Regions from separate parts of the Sus scrofa genome. Here region 2 is linked to region 1. Evidence: chromatin contacts called from public Hi-C data. All regions are on one chromosome and are shown on one strand. Each heading gives the region's core, a stretch centred on a gene start, on an enhancer-like site or on the middle of the called end of the contact. The rest is flanking DNA. Distances are from core to core; before and after follow the strand shown. Region 1 has its middle 150 kb from the start of SEC61B. Region 2 overlaps LOC106509214 (a long non-coding RNA gene).

Region 1 (2,891 bases), core at 235-2,734:
TTTCAGCCTAGGAAAGCGCCTGGTCCCTGGTAGAGGTATGAATGGGAATATGCCCAGTGGACAAAAGCTAATCTCCAGAGTCCTGGTGCAAGGTACCAGGAGACACAGCTGGGAAAGCAGATGGGCAGCAAGTCAGGGCTTCTGAGTCTTTGGCCATGGGGAGCCTTTGCTTTTTGAGTGGGGCAATGACACCATTGGACATGCATCTTGAAAAGGTGGTTTTCAGGGAAGTTTGGATGATATTGGGGAGAAGCTAGAAGGATGGTACCCATGCCAGTGTGTGGGTGAGAGATGATAAGGGCATCAATCCTGAGGCAAGAGCTCAATCAGTGGGGCCGTCACCCTAGATGGCAGAATCCAGAGGGGGCAGAGCCAGAGAGTAAACCCCAATAGTGTATGAGAAAAAGTCGAAGATCCACTTGGTGAAGTGGATCCAAGTGTCAAGCTCAGGGTTAGGGATGAAAAGAAGGAACCAGAGGGCTAGAGCAGGGAAAACAGGGACGCAATGGGAGTGGGGAGGAAGCAAGGGGTGTAAGGGCTCTTGCTAGAAATGGGCCTCAGACCACTAACTCTGTGTGTTCACATGCACCCATGTTTGTGTGTGTGTGTGTGTGTGTGTGTGTGTGTGTGTGGTGTGTGTGGTGAGAGAGAGAGAGAGAGGAGGGGGGAGAGGTTGTCTGTGTGGATATGTGACATATGCAGAAGCATGTGCTGAGCAGGGAGAAGAGATGACCTGGGTTAAATGGTGACAGACCAGGAGGATAATGAGCATCCCCTAAGAGGTTAGATGGCAGACACACAGACAGAAGCACCCACATGGGCCATCACCCCTCAGCCACCTGAATCCAGAGAATGCAGATCAATGAGCTTTCCGCAGAACTGTTCTATTCCCCTTGGTCCTGCCCCAGGATAGCAGCACCCTCAGCCACACCAGCTGTCCAATCTGTCACCCAGCCACCATACCCACTAAGTGATGCGCAAGGCACAGAGAGAAAAACCCAAAGTTGTTTTTTTTTGTTTGGGGTTTTTTTTTTTTTTTAAGATTTGAGTCAAACAGCTTTCTGACACTTCCCACAGGTTTCTAGGGGTTTTGCCCAGCACTCGGGGCTAGGGAAACTGGTTTTTCTCCAGGCTGGTCATTCCAGGGGGTTCCTTTGAAGGCTTCCTGCAGTGTCCAGGAGTAAGCAGCCTCCTGGACAGTGACCATATGCCCTGGTGAGACTCTAGATGAGAATGAGGAGCATTTCAGAGACAATCCTCCCCAGATCCTTTTCAGCTCTGTGATTCCTTCCTTCCTTTCCTCCCCAGCTTGGCTAGAGTTTTCTGCCCAGCAGACTTCTGTGAGAGCATCTTAGAGCAATTCAGCCATCCCACTTCACAGGAGGTGAGCTGACCCCTTGCCGGCCGGTGGGTACTATACCCACAGCCCAGGGCTTTTCTGTCTGCCCTCCCTCCTCTCCTGCTGCTGACGCACTCGTCCTATAATAAGCCTCTGTTACTTGGAGCTGGGGCAGCTCGTAGTAAGCTGAAACCGCTACTATATTTACACTCTTTCCACATTTAGACAAAAGCTATTTTTAACAGAAGGTCTATTTGTGGGGGTTGCCCACGTCACACTCCGTTCACATGCATCTCACCATCCTGAGTCTATTATTTTGATTTCACACTTGTACCAGGTCTCTTACCTTCCCTCCTTCCTTCCATCATTTTGCTTTCATTTTGTCTTTCCCTCTCCAATTTGCGTCCTTTCGTTTCCTAAGAGGAAATGAGAATGAGAGGTCTTTGGCAGGCTGTGTTATCAGAGTTTTTCTGGGGACACCGGGCGCCATCCACACCGGGCAGAGTGGGCAGGGGGCGCTAGGCCTGTGGTTCGATTTCAGTGCCTGCTGGCAGGGGAAGAGCACAGACCCCCATCCCCACGGGCTTGAGAATGGCCTGTTTACTTTAGGCAGGATGCTGGGACAGTTGCAGCCTGGCCTTCCTTCTCCATGGCATTCCAGCTCTGTGCGAGCGTATGTATGTGCTTTTTGGGGGGAGAAGGATGAGCAAGATCAGAAGAAGATAAGCAATGGGTTCATTGTTCATGCAGAGCCTTTTTTTTTTTTTTTCTAGCTTAAAAGTTAATCGTGTCAGACTTCTCTAAGAAGACAGAGTTTTGTATATTTTGAAGAAAGAGGGTTTCATACTTTCTAGGAGAATGATCCACTTACAGGAAGAGGAGGGAAAATCAGTGGAATTAACACATATTAAGTGCCCGCTGTGGTCAAGCACTGTGCAAGCACCGTGGAAACCCGGACCCTGACAATGATGCTGGAGGGGGGGGTCCTGCCACACCCAGCTTACAAGGGAGGAGATTCAGGCCCAGAGAGTCGTGACTGGCTGGCCTAGATTCACCTAGCTTGTCACTGGCTCTGCTGGGACTGAAATCTTGTGTCTGGCTACAAAATGCATGCTAGCGCCAATTCTCACATCTTCCCTACTACTTCCTTCTCACCTCTCAAAACAAAATACAATCTTTATTAATGCTGTTTTTATTATTTTCTTTCTCTGGCTCTGCTCCCCTCCTGACCCCCCACCCCAACTAGAAGAGACCTTTCCCACCTTGGAACCCTTGGCCTTGCTTGTTTCTTTAGATTCTGAGCAGTGACTAATCTGAGACACAGTCACATTGGAATCTAAAAAGAACACTACATGGAGTTCCCATTGTGGCCCTGCAGGTTAAGAACCCAACAAAGTATCTGTGAGGATGCAGGTTTGATCCCTGCCTCAGTGGGTTAAGGATTCAGCATTGACGCGAGCTGCAGAGTAGGTTGCAGATGTGGCGCAGGTAACACATTGCTGTGGCTAAAGCGCGGTTCCACCCCTAGCCTGGGAACTTCCATATGCCACAG
Region 2 (2,891 bases), core at 129-2,628, 100 kb before region 1:
TCCCCCACCCTTCCATAATTGTCCATAGCCTTGAAGTTCCAAGGTTCATGGCCCACCAGATCGCTGGCATTTAGTATTACTCTGTTACCCCTTAGGATTCACTGCCCTGAGTCTCCAGATTTGAGAATTGGTACCATCCTGATTAGATATTTATTGGCCATATTCCTTGTCTGTCAGTTTGCCAGCTGATAGGCTGACAGGCACAAGCCTCCAGCCCTGGGGACTGTCTGGTTTGAGCAGCAAGCCGTCCTGTTAGTGGCTGGCTGGCCCCGCAGCCAAGCCCGGAAGGCTGGAGGGGAGGGTTGTGGGGATCGCCAGATGACGGATAGGAGACAGCGAGTCTGCACAGAGCCTAGAGAGTCTTTCTCTCCAGCTCTGGTTTTATTTATGCATCATTTAGACCCCAACAATTTCCCAAAATAATTTGACATGGCTAATGGCTGAGGTCTATCTGGTGTTTTAGTTTACAGAGCATAGTTATTTAGTGATCTGATTTGAATCATGGAAACATCTCTGGAGGTGGATGATATAATTTCCATTTTATAGATAAAGAGCATTGAGGTAGTAATAGGGAAATAATCTACCCAAGGTCACATGAATGCACAACAGGGCCGAGACTCAAATCCAGGGCTTCAGACTCTAAAGTTGCTGTATTTCCACTACATGTGCTGTTTCCTAATGAAGCATACATTGGAGATAGAGGAGGAGGGGGTGGTGCTTAAAGGAGGTGGAGGGACTGTGCCAAGCCTGGGGCCAGCATGGAATGGGGCAGCTGGGCTGAGAAATGTCCATCCTGCCCCTAGGATTCTGTAGTAGATCGTGCGTGTGCTGCTCTGTGGGCCTCTAAAGGCCTTTTCTTGGGTAGACATATATCTTCTATGCAGATAGCTTGTTAGCTGGCCTGGGAAAGCTGGCCATTTAGGAGACCACTTCCTCAAGGCCTATTGGAGCAGCAATCCTCAGGAGCCATCCAGAAATCCCTGAAGGCTGCTCTTATATGTCCTCCTCTAGCTCAGCATGAGGTCCAGCTCGCTGCTTCTGCCTGACCTTGTTTGTGACCAAGCCATTTTACCTAAGCCAGAGTTGAGAAGGGAGCCTTAGAAATCTCTGGTTCTAATTCTCTGTCTTTGACAGGGAAATTGAACGTAAGAGAGGTGACAGCACATGTTCCTGTGTCACTCTTCTTCTAAGATAGTGGTGTTGCCCGAGGCCCTGGGCCATGTTCCCATACCCTCAGCTTTGGCCTTGTCATTACTTGCACCAGCAGTCTGCCCACATCCCTAGCCTCAGGCAGTCTCTGGTCTAGCCTTGACCCAGGCAAGTGTGACAACAAGGCTGGCAGCTCTCTTTACAGACCAGCCTGTGGCAAGGGTTCATCCCAGCCATTGCCAGAATCCCAGCCTGAAGCAGCCAGATGTCTTTGACCTATCCTGTTACAGGAGCCAGGGAATGAGATCAGCTTTGGTGAATATGGAACATGGGGGATGGGAAATCCCTCCCTCGAATCCCTTCATATCCCTTAGTATTTGAGCAAGGCACATGGGCTTTACTGTAAACCCTAGTCTGAGATTCTTGCAGCAAGAGAGTCTGTGTGGTTTATCCATATCTCTCCCTTTGCTTTTGGGTACGTTAGGATAAGCCCAGCTGAAGTCAGAAGGACTTGTCCTCTTATTTTAAGCATTAAGGATTTCAGGGAAGAATTGGGAATTACTGCATAAAGTTGTGGCAAGCTTCTTTACACTAGTACCTGAAGTAAGGAAATTGACTAAATTGAGGTATAGGACTCTTATCTTGCAAAACATGATGTAAAATGGATTGCTGCTGATTGCATCCTCTTAATATATGAAATTGTTCCCAAGTGGTAACAAAATGTTGGAACAGGGAAAATGACTATATTGTTAGGGAATCTTTTTTTTTTTTTTTTTTTTGGAAAAATGCCCCCTTCTTCAAACACATAATTAGTGATTTAGTTTGCCTAATCAGAAAAAACAACAACAACAACCCATGAGTTGTTTAAAGTTATTTAAAATGTACAAATATTTATTGAGTGCTAGATTATGTATCCAACACTGTGCTGAGTTCTGGGGATGCAGAAGCAAATAAGAACACACAGTATCTACCCCTCTAGGAGCTCAGTGTGATGGAGTCATAAGGGAGTGAGTGGTACATTGATACATACTCACATTTCAATGTTGCAGAAGTGGCCATAGAAGTAAGCATAATTTGTATCAGAAGTCAAGGAAGCCTTTCCAAAGAAGCTCTTAACTGAGTTCAGTTTTAAAGGCTGTGACAGGTTTTCACGGTTGATGGAGGGAGATGGCAGGGCAAAGACGTTATCTGTTGAGTTTGTGCAAAGGCACAGGAGCAAGAAACATCCTGGAATACTTAGAACTGGGAATGCGAAGTGAAAGGAAAGAGCAGTGACTGGAGATGAAACTGGGAGACAGGATGCAAAAGATGACATAATGTGTATGTCCAGTCAGATATTTCAACTCCAACACTGGAGAAACTGGAGGAATATTACCTTTACAACAGTACACTACTGAACTGAGAAGCTAACATTCATGTTAAAAATGTATTATTATTATCATTTATTAATATTACTATAGATATTAGGATCTCAAAATGACAAAGCAAGGTTTTTTTTAAATTTACAGACAGTAAAATTTACACTCTTATATGTATAGTTCTATGGGTTTCGAAATGCATAGCATCCAGTACCACAATCATAACATAGGAGAGTTCCATTTTCCAAAAATATTCACTCATGCTGCTCCTTTGTAGTCAGTCCCACTCCCACCCCTAACCTTTATTCTCTATCTCTATTTCTATCATTTTACCTTTTCCAGAACAGCATATAAATGGAATCACACAGTATGTAGGTATGTAGA

What was found. A called contact is a pair of places that touch in the nucleus more often than the background predicts.
Region 2: a Hi-C map of skeletal muscle shows a contact between it and region 1, with 4 times the contacts expected there. The contact joins two enhancer-like sites. A contact is called at or near these places in 2 of 47 Hi-C or Micro-C datasets (heart right ventricle and skeletal muscle) and 1 of 2 datasets of contacts at active chromatin or transcription factors (skeletal muscle).

Annotation. Positions count from the first base shown.
Region 1 is chr1:241,128,869-241,131,759 of Sscrofa11.1, reverse strand. No RefSeq gene overlaps it. Among named protein-coding and RNA genes, the nearest start is that of SEC61B, 150 kb to the right of the region's middle. Within about 2 kb of position 1,484, at least 22 of the 83 cell types and tissues checked have an H3K27ac peak or open chromatin away from gene starts, as enhancers often do. A contact at or near this core is called in skeletal muscle, where this site is marked.
Region 2 is chr1:241,229,033-241,231,923 of Sscrofa11.1, reverse strand. All of the region lies in intron 4 of LOC106509214 (a long non-coding RNA gene), which reads left to right. Among named protein-coding and RNA genes, the nearest start is that of SEC61B, 250 kb to the right of the region's middle. Within about 2 kb of position 1,378, at least 1 of the 83 cell types and tissues checked has an H3K27ac peak or open chromatin away from gene starts, as enhancers often do. A contact at or near this core is called in skeletal muscle, where this site is marked.